2 separate regions of the Sparus aurata genome follow, and region 2 is linked to region 1. The links are chromatin contacts, called in public Hi-C maps. All regions are on one chromosome and are shown on one strand. The core of a region is the stretch at or near the end of the contact, and the rest is flanking DNA. Distances in the headings are between cores, read along the strand shown. Region 1 holds the start of mki67 (marker of proliferation Ki-67). Region 2 holds the start of LOC115570773 (gap junction delta-3 protein).

Region 1 (7,519 bases), core at 2,545-5,044:
CTGGAGCAAGCCAATGACTGATGCTCGTCTGAGAAGTGAGTTTTTGGGTCGATACAGGGATAGGCTTCTCCTAGGAGTGGCCCCCTTGCGTAACGGAGAGTCAGGAGGCAGTCGTTTGTCAAATAACTCCGGACTCAGCTGCCCGCCAAAGGAAACCCGTTTCCTTTTCATTTGTGATGTGGGCAAGTCGGCAACAAGTTCTCCACTTTTGCGTTTCTTGGACGTCTCTTTTACTGATAAATGAATTGTAAATGTGAAATGAAACATAAGAAACAACCAAATATTTCTGAAACATGCTCAAGTTATTTCTGCAATTCAGGTAACACTGTTCAAAATTTGAAGAGAAACAACATAGTGTAAAAATATTTATTACCTTTTTCAACCTTTCCTGAGTTCTTTGGAGATGCTTTTGTTTTGGGAGAAGTCACTGCTTGCTTTTCTTGTTCCTTGGACACTGCAGGTTTGGCTGGTGTGGCCTCCTTGCTTCTCCTTCTCACAGGTGACTTGGGTGTTTGAGTGGAAACTTGCTCAATAACCTCACATGCAGTAAACCTTTGAGGAGGTGAACGGTTTCTCTTCTGAGGTGACACTGCCTCTGATTTGGCACCATTTCCAGCTTCGGGTCCCCCCATCACAGTAGAAGGAACTTCAAAGGACTTCCTCTGCTTCTTAACTGACTTCGGGGTCCCATTACCCATTTTTTCTTCCACCTCCTTTGTTTCATCAGCTCCAGAAGAGACTTCATCCTTAGGAGTGCTTTTGTCTTCTGAGGAAATTACAGGCTTTCCACCACTTTTTCTGACTGAAACAGGTTTTGGAGTGCAGAGCTTCGAGGAAGGCGTTTGAAGCAGGCTGACAGAAGATTTACGCGGGGTCTTAACATCCAGAGATTTTTTGATCATTTGATACAGATCGTTGAAGGGGGATGCGGTCTTGTTGTGCAGCAGGCTATGATCCTCCTTGGGATCCACCTCCACATTTTTCTCCAGAGAACGCTGGATGTTGTCATTGTTAGTACCATCTTTTAGATGAGGGCCTAAAACAGAGCCAACAATAAAAAAGGCTTGTACACTTTAAAGTGCAAGGGCTGCAAAAACATTTTCACTTATCTGTCAGATGTTTACCAGAATGGGCTAAATACTACTACAACAACAACAACAACCACCACAAAGACTTATATTTTGAGACTAATCTGTTTGGAGCCTCAAATTCATTGTTCTGTATACATAGAAAATTCATAGCAAGACTTCCATCTACATTTTCAAAACTACTTGATAAAATATTTGATTCCATTATGTTTAATCAGCTGCAAAGTAAACACCAATTCTGTGAGTTCTCCAACTGTAATTGTGTAACATTATCTTCAACTACAGCTAATTCACAATAACACTGTCACATAGTCTCACCTGTGGACACTTCAGAGATCCTTTTCCCTCCTGTTTCAGTGGTGACAGTGTGTCCCACCTGCTGATCTTTAAGAACCTAGGCATGAGACACTTTTGTTAAACAGGCAAAGTCAAGATGTTGGGATGGCTGCAGTGCTCTAGCGAGAACATAAATAATCTGCAAGTTACCTTGAGGGTTTCAGTTTTGCCTCCTATGGAAGACCTCTTCTTTGGTGTGGGTGCTGGAGGGTACTCGAACCTGAAATGACAATCATCAGAAAATATAACTAGAACTTCATCTACATACGTCAATAAAATGCCAACTTCACCATTCCCATTGCATCTGGTATATATACCATTTAAATACATACCATCTGTACTTAAATGTCCCTACAATGTGTTCTTGGAAGTACAGGTAAAACTATCAATGAAAACCAAAAATGATGCATGTATGGGATAAAAAATTGTAGAACTCTTGATTTTTGTACAGACAATAGAGATAGCATTTGCAGGTTGTGACAAATATTTTAAAGCGAAACTCTCGCCAAAATGCAACCTAGGCTTTTTTTGTGTGAATGTACCCGAGTCAAACTATTTTTTTCAAATCAATACACTTGATACTGAAGTAATAGTAAAAGTAAGGAGGTAGGAGCAATAAGAATGGTAAATTGTTTCTCTTCACACCCACCTGAAAGAACGGTCAATAATAGTTATAACATCTCCATGCTTCAGACGCTCAGATTGTTGCAAAGCTTCTCCGTTGACACAAGTTGGATTCACTGAGCTCAAATTTGTCAAAACGACCTGAAAGAGTCAAAGATTAAAATCATATCAAACGCACGCCCTCAAAGTGAAGAATATTGTCAGCCCGGCTTTTACTGCTATCTAGGTCAAAATTTCCCACAATGAACCCACAAGTGATTTAGGAATGAGACTTTTTTGTTGACACTGGAATGAACATAAGACATAAATGATTATTCAAATACGAATTCCTCATTATCCCAGGTATGCTTTAGAGTTGAATCACTGAAGTTAGCATGGTCATGTTTCGCATGTGTCATTACCTCTTTATTTTCATTCAAGTCAATCCTGCAATGCTCCTTGGAGACTTGAGGAAGCTGAATGCGAATGTCACAGTCTGGCTTCCTGCAAAGATCACAGAGAAAACATGTGTCAACAAAACACACATTACCTGAACCGCCCAAGGTTTTCAGTGGCACTTGTTAATGAGTATTTTATGAAATATTCCAGGGTCCAAGAGTAAAGTGAACCTGTAAACTGGAGCTACTTCATGTATGAACAAGGGAAAGACATGCGTTAACATTTCTGACGTCAGCAGCAGAGGGCCCGCCTCCAAACTAACAAGGATTTTATAGCACCTCTGTCAACCCCAACACGAGGCTGCTCATAGTTAATGCTGGCTTTAACATAAATGTGTGCATGTGCTTAAAGATATGTGCTAAACACAATAGTGCAGTTTAAATATAACAAACGAAGGGTGGTGATTTAATCTGTAAACATGACCTCCCATTACACCCACAAAATGCATTTTACTGCTCTTACCTTCCAAATAAGCATGTTGCAGTAAGAGGAAACTCAGTCCCATCTCCTCCACTCCTCTTAATCACCACTATCTTTCCATGCAATGGCATTTTCGTAACGTTACCTGGAAAAAACGAGTGTCAAACCATAGTGCTAACACAACAAATGTGAATTTTTAAAGAGTGACGTTAAAAAACGGCCCATTTAAACAGGAAACAAACTAAATGGGGAGATTTTCGGGAAAATACAACATTTCAATCGTTTACGACGTTTCATCATATCAAATTTACTGCACGTTAACATTAATTGAAATTTGTTGACGAAAGGTATATCATTTTTTAATCAATAACGTTACTGTGTTTTAACGCTGACAATTTTTTCGACGTTAGCGTTAACGTTACACATCAACTCAGAAGATCTCTGTTCGGACACACTGACATTAAAAACACCCAGCTGAAAATTCAGCGTCACCCCACGTGTAATGTCGCCTCGAAAGTGCCGATATACTTTTGTCAGAAATGATAACGTTATATTGTTGCAGAAATGTTTCAAGAAAAGCGACAATTTACCGATACAAGATGCATTGTCCGTTGATACATGTCACTGAACGTTAACGTTAGCTAGCTAGAACTTTAATATGTGCCCATGGTTGGACAGACTGAAAAATATGTCCATGCGTTGTAGCCTTACCTGGAAATCAAAGACGCGTCAACTTCTGGCAAGCCATAAACCGGGATGCGGCGAAGATTAGTTTTACTATAATGTCATATCAGACTAAACGTAACCTACCGTACACTACAATGTACATCGACGAATGGCTAACGGCAGCTAACATGAGCAGCCGTCATTTGTCGCCTCTCGCCTCTTACACAGAGGTGCCGTAGTATCACTCCGCCACTCAATACACACTGTAATTGAAAGAGACACGCGGTTTAACTTGTGTTTTGCGGTACAATAGATGTATTTTTGAGTAACTGTGTTTTTAAAGTTTAATATTATTGTCAGCATCAAATGTAACTGCCATTAACGTAAAGGGGACTATTTTGTTTACGATTCTGGCGGAACGATTTCACTTCGGTACAGGGACACTGATTTGAAAATGTTTGAAATTCCGCGCGAAGAACTGTGATTGGTTGATACGTCACCATCTCAAAGAAAGGGCGGGGCATAGGACTTGGAAAATTATTGCAAAGCCGAGACTAGACAGTCTTTATCACTGAGCTTCTTTATAGAAACCAGATGGCATTTATAATTTTATCAAGAGATTACAAAGAATATACTAATGATTTATAGAAAAAATTCTCATTTTGTTTCAGACTTTTGTAAGAGTTAATATCATTTAAATATAGTTGTTGGGGTTAACTAACCTCAACAAGCTCCACTTGAATGGATCTTCAGAGACAGCCGCTCAAATCCAGATTAACTGTCTACTACTGTTTATAGCTCTGTATTGGGTAGCCGTTATTTATAATCATATATCATGATAGTATATATTATATACAGATCTTTTTTGCATGAGACATTTTGTCTGTTGTCATGTTATTGCAGGACTAGCTTGGCTTATTGGGACACCTCTGTGGTGCAGAGCCATCATCAATGTTACTAGTTAGATCTGTACTGTTTCTGCTATAAATGTTTGTGATACATATATATATATATATATATATATATATATATATATATATATATATATGTATATATATATATATATGTATATATATATATATATATATATATATATATATATATATATATATATATATATATATATATATATATATATATATATGCACTTAGAATTAGTCTGTTGATATGCGGCTATTCGGAAAATGGCAATTTTGTCCCAGTTACTTTTTAACAGCGTCATTTGAGCAAAATAGCTTGCTTCAGGAAATATGAAATAACAAATGAGAACAAATGATTCGCTATCCAACAGCAGCTTTCACTTGAAGCTAGCTGCTGTTGACTCTGGTGCAAAATAAAACAAAAATGGACAGTAATCCACCCAGGTCCTGTTTGACAGCCTAAAACATCCCATATAAGTAATAAAACATATCCAGATGTTTATGATCTACTCAGACTGCATACATTACATTGCCTAAAATTGCATGTGCTGAAGACTGTTTAAAAACTCTTTTTCTTTTCATCCAAGCCTTTATGCCCCCACCACCTTTCAACACAAAGTAAGGTCCTTTAAGTTACTACACTATGCTAGTGATTGCTAAACAGCAGCCACTGTGGCCACAAGTGATGATTATAGGATAGTGGCAATTGCTAGATAATCATACAGTCAGTAGTATATTTATACAGCAAACTATCAAATGTTTGCTAACATTAGCCACTATCAACTACTGCTCACATAAGATCAACTAATGCTGTCGGTGCAAAACCTGTGAGAGCGGTGATTTGAGCACAGGTGTGTTCAACGGCTCATGAATTCAACTTTTACAAGGAAGAATGTGCTAAACTAAAAAAAAAAGAATTGTTCGATTTTTAAAAATTTTTCTCAATTGGTGACACGCAAATTAATTGATTTCTGTTTCACTTTAACCTAAACTCAATGCTGATTTCGATTAAGGTCACTGTCATGAAGATTCCTGGTACTGACATAAATATCAAGAGTAAACTGTGAATCCTTGTTATCAGTCTCTGCAATGCTTTGCTATAGCTGCACACACAAAAAGACGGTTCTTCTGAGGCTTCACGAAAGTGTGTCTGCCTTCTCTTTCTCCCCGAACTTCTTCTTTCTGTGGATAGGATGTATAAAAACCTACTGAGAACCATCCTGTGGCACAGCATGAAAAGAACGACACATGCGAATAACACAAACACATTTGATAATTATTAAATGTTGGTTTTATTTTTGATCTTTTTTTGTTGTTTTGTCTTTTTTTTTCCAAAGTCGCTTGATAATCTTGACAAAATTGCAACATATTCCATACTTCTCAAACTGACGCTGTGTCTGTTGCTATTCCAGATTAGCTGTGGAGGGAAAAGTTGTGCGCTGTTCTGGACAGGTGAAGTCCTAAATGATGAAAGCAGCTTTGACCGTACAAATAAAAGAAAAAAAAAGAAAAAGGAAAAAAAAAGAAAAGAAAACATGAACGACTCAGAGAGACTCCACACTGGCATCCTATGTCGTAACGTGTTGGGGTTCAGGGCCGGCGTCTCTCTGCAATATGTCCTGGGGTCTGCCAGGCCTAACAAAACATGAGTGACTGAAGAAAAAACTCAGGGGCTCAGTAGCAGAAGTGTGTGTATGTGTGCATCTGTGACAGGAGGGTTAGGATGTGCAGCACAGAACATATACAAAGAACAGGCCAAGCACACAAAATGATTCCTTCCTGAGACATTGGCGTGTGTACAGTAACGATGGTCTAGATGACGTGTGTGTTGTAGCGGTGAAGGCGTTTTGGCGTAAAGTGAGTCGCAGGGTGCAAGGTTTGCTCTGGATCCGGCAAAAAACTCTCATGTATTTTATTTTTTCTACCACAGGTTGCCGGGGGGGGGGGGGATTTGTGAGGACTTAAGTTGACAAACATCACATTTGGGACCTTCACTTGCCTGACCACTGATTGAGCAGAGGGATCACTACAATCGAGTCTTTCCCCATCCACTACAGATTATTGATCCATTCAGAGACTACTGAGAATCACGTGTGTTTAATACAGTGTGTATGTACACCATTCTTCACATTTTTTAACTCTCTTTGAAGCTGAGCTGCAAGAGCGCACGGGCAGGGCCCAGCTCACCATTTTTCAGAAAAAACACCATCTCTCTTTCTGCTACATGGCCGAAAAAAAGCTATGCCCCGACTGGAGTGCTACTTTGTTATCTACTGTATGTAAAAAACATGTTTTTTTAAAAAGTGTAGAGTTTGGGGGGGAGGGGGGTGTTTGAGAGGTTGAAATCTTTTGTGACAGCCACATTCTGAACAGCCAGTGATTGGTTAAGGGGCCTGTCCAGTATTTAGTAGGACACAAAACATGAAAGAACTTCCTTCAGTAAAATGTGCTCAAAATGTATTTTTTTCTTGCATCACAAACCTATAAACAAAAACACATAAAAGGTATTCATAAAAAAAAAAAAAAATCAGGTGAAGCCTAAAACTCTTCATAGTTTTAAAGAAATGAATACAGCTTATATACACAAACTCAAAGGCTACTTAAAATACACCTTAATAATGAATCTTCATTAATTTGATTTCTTGAAAGGACCTGTGACCATATCATACAACCGAGTTCATACAATCATTTTTTTTCCATTCTCTTGGAAGCAAAAAAAAAAAGAAAAAAAAAAAAAGGAAAGAAAGAAAAAAAGGAAAACAAATCCAACCTGGAATAGTAGGTGATATTCATCGCGACTTGTTTTCTGTGCACATTTGTGTGTGTGTGTGTGTGTGTCTGTGTGTGTGTGTCTGTATGTGTTTGCATGTGTAGACTGGAGAGAAAATTTATCAACATCTTTTGCTTCGCGTTAATTAGAATAATGTACAAATGTGATAAAACTGAAACGTCTCTCTCAATACTCTCGATGGGTATGAAAAAGATTTAAACAGTGAAGGAGTACAACAGTTTCTAATCTCAGAAAAA
Region 2 (7,519 bases), core at 3,117-5,616, 200 kb after region 1:
TCAGCAGCAGGGAGACCAAATATGTGACATGCATTAAAACAATAGAGCTGCATAAAATTGTTACTTCAGTTTTGTGTAAAAGAATATTTTGCTCTGAGGCTCCAGAGCAAAACAGTTGTTTGAAAAAAGTCAATATATTTTTTGGATGAACTGTTCCTTTAAGACGTAGAATAATATTAAAGTTCAATCACGCAACTTCTTAAGAGCAGTGACCCGTCTCCCCTCTTTAAACTGAGATTCGAGGCGACCACAGAGAGTGTTTTTACTTCAGCAGATGAGTGTGAAAACACACTGCACAAGTATCCAAGTAACAATACGCAAAAACACATAATGCAGTGACGTGGAACTTTGATATTCATGTTCTGCACTGATTTAGACCAGAGTGGCACCGCAGCACAATTCCTGCATAATACCATAATAAAACTAGAAACATAAAATAGAATTTTAGGAAGAAGAAGAAGAAAGTAACGGTCATACTGAAACCATGTGGCGCAGCCTGCTACTGGCCTGTTTACCATCAAAAAATACACTAAAGGAAAAACATTCACTACTCAGTATAGTCAGTATAAAAAAAAGAAAATGCAGCCATGTGAAACATAAAAGTTGATGAAGTGACATTTATGATGTTGAATTGAACAAATGAAGTCTGTGTTCACACAATTGAATTTTAGCTAATAATCATAACTTGCAAAATAAAATAAAAAAACATTCAGAATCAGCTCTTTGCTCCGCCTGGTCGAAGCCATGGATGTTGATGGATGTAATTCAGTGAAATGATCACAGGACATGAATATAAAGCAACATCTGTAAGGTGGTGGGGTTGTCTGTGTTGGAAAAAGACCTTGTGCCACTTTGTAATAAAGCATCTTTATATTAGGTTTGTGAGTTAAAATAACTTTTGTTTTAATGGTTAAGAATGAGAAGAAATTTGGCAGTGATGGGTCAGTGTTCTTACCTGGTTATGATGCAGCTATAAATACCACCAATTAATGCTTAATGAGTTGTTAAGAAATGGAATGTGGCACAGTCCTTCAGTTCAGTCAGCCAAAGAGATTTTTTTTTATTCACAATCTGGCAACTCAAAAGTGGTTCTCGACAAGACCCTCTATAGCCGTTCTATCAAGATTTAGCAGATTATTTACCCAGTTATATAGCTAGCATAACTAACCCAGTATTGATAAATGTACACCTCATACACTCAGGACCTTTGTGCAAAAATGTACTAATAATACCTCAATATAGAATCCAAGGGAAGTCTTTGTCAACAAAACAGTCACAAAAAGAAATAGTTTGACATTTTTGAAAACTTAACATTTTTGTTCATCATATACCAAGCTACAGCCAGCATCGGCCTAGTTTAGCTTAACAGAAAAGACAGAAAACAAGAGGGAAATAGCTAACGTCAGACACTTCTGCTCTCCCGCCGGAGAGCAGTGGGGAAACCATAACGTACTGCTTTTACACTCCTTTTTTTTCCTTTTGTATGGATTAAACAAATAAAACGTGGTATCAGATGCTACCCCCCCGGAATAAGTGGATTAAGAAGGGTTCGGTACATGGATGTACAATCAGATTTCTTCAAAACAAAGAAGCAATCAGTGCATCAAGTGTAATCCACGGGCCCTTTCCCTCCTGTAATATTTGTATTATGTAATGATTCATCAGACCAAACAAGTCAACAGTGCGTCCGCCTTTATCAAAGCAATCAGTCTCGTCTTCTCTAATTTCCTGTCTACTGTGAACTCCCTGATGATGTCTCTTACGCTAAGGAAGTGGCATTCAGGAAACAGTTCCAACACTTAGATGAGGGTAAGTGAAGCTCTCACACCATGAATGTCCTGCTGCTCACAGATTTGACAGCCCTGGGTTTGTGGCTGTAGCTGGAGGCCTTCCTAATCGCGCTGCTCCTCATCGATCCCGCCTTCATCCTCACGCTGCTGTACGCTCTCTCTGGGGCCTTAAATGCGCTAGGTTTCCCATTTGCTGCCACTGCCTCCTCTTGCTTGACGTTGTGGAGGTTCTCGCAGACGTAAGAGGAGGAATCCGTGGTGACGGACCCCCGGCTTGAGCAGAACCACTTCTTGGAGCCGTAGAGAACCTCTGCGCAGCTGGAGATGAATGCTATCAGCCCCACGGCGAAGTAGAAGCAGAGGAAGATTGTTTTCTCTGCGGGGCGCGAGGTGAAGCAGTCCACTGTGTAGGGGCAAGGAAAGCGGCTGCAGGGGAACTGGGCATCCACCTGGAAGCCGTACAGCCACCACTGTCCCAAGAGAAAGCCAACTTCTGCAAATATGCGGAAGATCACGTTGACCATGTAAAGCCTCCTCAAACGGCGGTCTTGTCTCTGGTCCCGGCTGCAAATCTGGTTGAACTTGGGGTGGGCGGCGGTCCTCTTGCTGTGGTGATGCGCGGCGTACATGAGGAAAACCAAGGAAGGTGTGGCGATGAGGACGACGTGAAACACCCAGAATCTGTACTGGGAGATGGGGAAGGCCATGTCGTAGCACACCTGTCTGCAGCCCGGCTGGAGGGTGTTGCAGACAAACTCCTCTTGCTCGTCATCAAACAGGTCGCTGGCTACAGTTCCCAGGATCACAATCCTGAAGATAAGCATGAGCAGGAGCCAGAAACGACCAAGCATCGGCGAGTGGACCTGGAGGCTGTCGAAGAGCACGCCGAGGAAGCCCCATTCCCCCATGATCGCAGCGCCGGTATGGCTTCTTGAGAATCTGGAGATCTATCCGCCTCGGAGCTGTCTTTGATAAAAGAGAAACCAAAGTGTGTCTTATTATGTCCAACTTATGACTCAAAGGAGGGTCTAAGGTCAGTCAGCTTATCTAGGTGTTCTTTTTTTTTTAATCATTCAAAGTGGTGATAAAACTCACATTCTAATTACCTGAAACCAAAAATGAAACACGGTTACACCACCTGCAATAACAGGAATTTATCAATAGCAGGAAAGGAATAAAACAATCACAGCGGCACCATTAAACCTCTTGGTATTCCCCTCATCTTTAGGTTTTGTTTTGACAGATGACTGTGAAGATATTGAAAGAGAAAACAGTCAGACCTCACGATGTGATATCTATATAAAAAAAAGTTTGCTATAAAGTACATTCATCCCTCGAAACACAGGTGACCCCGTGTTTGAAAAAACACGGCGCGCACACACTGTTGGCCTCCCCTATGGTAGGTAAAACATGACAAAGTGCCTTCTCCTTACCCCACTGGTTGCCCCTTGCACACATGTGGTGCCCTTTTTTTTGATCTAGTTCACCCCTGGCCCTCACACATCCTGAATCCGCCACTGAAATAATTAACCAGTCACCAGAAATTTTGGTTGATTGGTTGTCGTTTATTCTTCACATATTTGACCTTCATTTTCGTGGCACAGCCGTTATGAATACAGCATCGTTCAATCTACAGGCTGCTGCTTGTGCAAGTAACCTGACTGGTTGAGCTACTTGCTGGTCTGTACTCAGATTTCTGACAAGTCAGTGGCAGCAAGATGACAAAACAAGCCGAGGCTTTAAGGCATTAGGGATTTGATTTACCTGAAGCAGAGACACGCGAAAACCAAACCATGAAAAGAAAAAAAAAAATCCTGTTTTCTGGTTCCTCGTCCTCTCCTGCTCAGATATGTCCCAGGACAAAATGGAGGAGGATATATAAAAATTGTGTCCAATCAAGCGTTACACCTTGGTCCACACCAGCTCTCACTCCAAATGGCATGTGGTGGAGGCTTGCAGGGGCTTCTAATTGAGAGGGTGGCAACCGGAAATTCCTGCAACGTCCTAATCTGGACCCATCAAGAGTCCCAGACAGGAGTGATGTTTACCCAAGAAAGGCAAACTCTTGATGAGCATTTCAAAGAGCTTCCTAAATGGCAGGAAGGGTCAGCCTTAAGCTGCACCAACTGTTTTCTCTGATCACAAAGGGCAACACGCGAACACTTGCGTAATGCTACCCTGTGATGAACTGTTTCATTCAGAAAGCAGTCAAGACAATTTTTATTGAGCTTTGTGGTTCAAGATTTGTTCTTTTTATCTTAGCCGTTATAACTGTATGTCAATGATTTTATGACTTGGAATCAGTTTATCAAAGTTGTATTAGATAAGGAGAATTCTTTCACTTTCTACTCTCAACATTCACAATCTCAATTTGTGCATAAAAGCCAAGTCTTAAAGATTTTAACCTCTGAAATGAAATCATGGTTAATAAAAGTGTTACTTACCCATCCAACTTCCCCAAAGACTTGTTTCCCATTACACCAGTCCTATCTACCACATGTGCAGCTTATCAGTCTCCCTCCCCGAAACACTACTGAGAAACCTGACTTGTACAGACACAAATTCAACGGCACGTTTCACTCGACGTTAGCCCTAAAGCAATCCCATCATGTGACTCTCATTTCCAAATACGCTGCAATCGGTACAAACAGGTTAACTTTATTTTTTTGCCATATAAACTTAACAGCCATTGAAATATTTACAAGACAGGACACAAACAAACAAAAGTGGATTACAAAGAAATGTCGAGTAGCCATAAGTGTTAGTAATTTGGACACTAAAAGCAGAGATACTCAGGTGTAACAAGGGTCAAGCACCTGACACAGAAACAGATTCTATTTCAATTTTTTCTACAATCAATCAATCAGCTTTGTAAAAACTGCAGGTCCATTCAAGCAACAAGTGTAAATGCAACGGTGCTTCCAGTGATAAAAGCAAAGCCATATGTCAGCATATGGCACAAACTTTATGTATAACTTACTAAAGAACCGGTCTTTGATACAAGATCTATGAAAAAAATTGGCCATGTAGACACTGGTTTAGGGACTAAGTTTTAAAAGTCTTCATCGGAGTCTGAGTCCAGGTTGTAGGTTACAGGTTTCCGGGCACGTGAGGGCTTGTCCCGCGGCGCCACCGCCACGGGAGATGCTTCCTCCTGATCTGAGACCTGGAAGCTGTCGTCATCGAGCCACTTCTTGGTTTTCTACAGGTACAGAGAAAATGTTCAAGTTTATAACAAGGTGATGATAATGACTTGAACTAAATAGATTTATAAAATGAGGTCTGCTGGCCCATTAACATGTAAAAACCCTTTCTCAAATTAGAGTTCAGTGTAAAACTGACCTTGCTGCCGGCAGTTGTTTTGGCCTTCAGACGTGACATGAGGTTGTCTGAGTCGCTGTCAGAGTTGTCGCTGTCGGCCTGTTTCCGTTTTAGAACGGGCTTCGCCTTTGTGACCGGAGCTTTAGCTTCGCCCTCAGAGTCGCTGGTGTCAAACGTAGGGACCTTCTTGGCAGGCTTGCTGGACGTTGCTTTGGGCTTCGAAAAAACATCCATGATGGACGGCTGCTTCACATCTATGAGAAACAAACAGGAAGAACAAACCAAGAATGCATTTCAGTTCTTTTCTCCAACCATCACGCACTTTAATCACAAGTTAACAACAAATATTTGTAACAAACATGTAAAACTATAACTGTAATTTAGCTTTTGTAATCTTGACTTTTTATTGGTATCATTTCTCAAAAAAATACATAAACAGAGAAACATCAGTGTGTCATAAACCACGCTGAGCTGTTCCTAATTATTGTTTAATGGCTGTTTACCTGCAGCCTTCTTCTTGGATGCAGCTGGTTTCCTGGCAGCAGGAGCTTTCTTAGGCGCAGCCTCTTTTGTTTTATCTTTGGTTGTACGTTGAACTGGTGCCTTGGCTGCAGGCACCTGATCATCAGAGGGAGCTGTGAAGCGCCACAAGAGCAAATAATTAGATCTCAGATAAATTAGCCCATTATTCCTCAAGCTCATCACAGGAGTGTTACACAAAAATACTTACAGCTCGACTTGCTTTCAGCTTGTTTCACTGTGGATTTGCTCTTCACCACCTTCTTCCTGCATAGAAATAATGAAATTCAATTATAAGATCAATATAAAAATGTTCTGATAAAAGCCCTGATGTTACAGAAGAAGTTTTGTACGTCATTGTCTTCATACTCACGTGGGCTCTGGAGCTTTAGGAGGTGGGGCTGGTGAGTCCACATCGCTGTCAGGCATGGAGCTGGGCTCTGGGGCGAAGCTGGTATCATCATCACTGACAACAGCTTTCTGCACTGGAGCTTCCTTCTTCCCCCAGTCATCAAATTCATCTTCACTGTCAGACATACTGTACTTCACCGCAGCTTCAGAAAAAAAACAACGGAAAGGTTTGATTAACCAATGCTGCCGGGTATTCTACGGTTTTTGTTTTTTTTAATCCAAAATTAGACTGAAAAGTTTGTTTTCCCTCGAGATATCCATAATAGAGGAGTCACTACAGTCAGGAAGACCAGTTGGGGACGAATTGAGATAAGAGAGCTAATTAGCCTTAGGAAATGCAGCTTTTCAACATTTTAATTAAAATCAAAACATTTCAAGAGTGATTACATCTAATCTGGTGTTCTGGGTATGTATGAGCAAACAGCTGAGACAGTCCTTTTCAGAGGAGGATGGGAAACAACTATTTAAACCCCCGTCTAACCGTCACTGATGACAGGTCAGGATCATCTGGTAGATTCACCTTTAGTTTTACGTTCAACCCGCTCCCTGGGGGCAACCACTTCCTCCACCTCCATGTCACTGTCGCCAGACTGATTGTCAGACTCTTCGTCCGACCACGGGTTCTTCTTGGACTTCTTGGAAACGGGCTTGAACTGAAGAGTGCTCTGCTTGCCGGTCTTTGATGCCACTGCTGCAAAGAAGAGTGTTCCTTAGTCATCTTTAATAAAAATGCAATAAAGCTTCATATATTTTATAATGATGGTTAAAGTTTTTTTATTTCTTTTAAGTCCTTTAAGCTATCCACTGTGGGAATATAGGTGCCGCTGTTGGTAAATGGATATTCAGACAGAACTTTTAAATGCTGGTGCAGAATTGTTAATAGCAAATTATGATGTAGATAACAAAGTCCATATATTATTGCCCCAATTTTGCAATCATATATTATTGCCCCAGTTTTGCAATCAAGCAGTATGACATGACACCTGAGTCAGTTTGTTATCAAGTGGAGTTTGCAGATGATGCATTTTCACAGAGCTGCCACTAGATGTTACTAAAGAATAGTTGGTTGCTGGTTAATTGTATGCAAACACTGAGGGAGTTGAAGGCTTAAAATGATTGTTTTATTATCATTATTCAACAAATAATCTTGCTGCATATTTCTCGAATGAGTGGAATATAAGTTGAATTTGAGCTATGAAGAAAAAACATACATCATAAAAATGAGAATATACCAAGAACAGAACTCATCATCAACTCAAGTTTGGCCAATTATCGTTTTCATGTGTCATTTCAGCCATTTTTACCTTTTTCCTTCGCCTGGGTTTTAGTTTTCTTCGTCAGTCGTGCAGCCAAACCAACCTCCTCGCTCGGCTCTGCGTTCTCTGCATCTTCTCCAAACTCCATCTTCATCACCACATCTTCGCTCTACATTACAGAAATGTAGTCAAGTTAAATGTTATTTCATTTCGGCAGTGTGC

The links. Hi-C and Micro-C count contacts between places; a contact is called where the count stands out from the background.
Region 2: a contact with region 1 is called in a Hi-C map of skeletal muscle, with 6 times the contacts expected there. The contact joins the promoter of LOC115570773 here to the promoter of mki67 in region 1. A contact is called at or near these places in 2 of 2 Hi-C or Micro-C datasets (skeletal muscle and an unstated tissue).

Annotation. Positions count from the first base shown.
Region 1 is chr20:11,592,429-11,599,947 of fSpaAur1.1, forward strand. mki67 (marker of proliferation Ki-67) reads right to left here and starts at 3,795. Exons shown (of 13, transcript XM_030400852.1): 1 at 3,618-3,795; 2 at 1,575-1,644; 3 at 1,407-1,482; 4 at 374-1,036; 5 at 1-233. The coding sequence starts at 902. It overlaps raraa (retinoic acid receptor, alpha a), which reads right to left. Exons shown (of 11, transcript XM_030400692.1): 11 at 5,766-7,519.
Region 2 is chr20:11,788,507-11,796,025 of fSpaAur1.1, forward strand. LOC115570773 (gap junction delta-3 protein) reads right to left here and starts at 4,367. Exons shown (of 2, transcript XM_030399481.1): 1 at 4,235-4,367; 2 at 486-2,756. The coding sequence starts at 2,698. The coding sequence ends at 1,823. It overlaps top2a (DNA topoisomerase II alpha), which reads right to left. Exons shown (of 35, transcript XM_030400870.1): 29 at 7,346-7,466; 30 at 6,562-6,729; 31 at 6,004-6,184; 32 at 5,842-5,897; 33 at 5,615-5,746; 34 at 5,133-5,365; 35 at 4,428-4,992. The coding sequence ends at 4,843.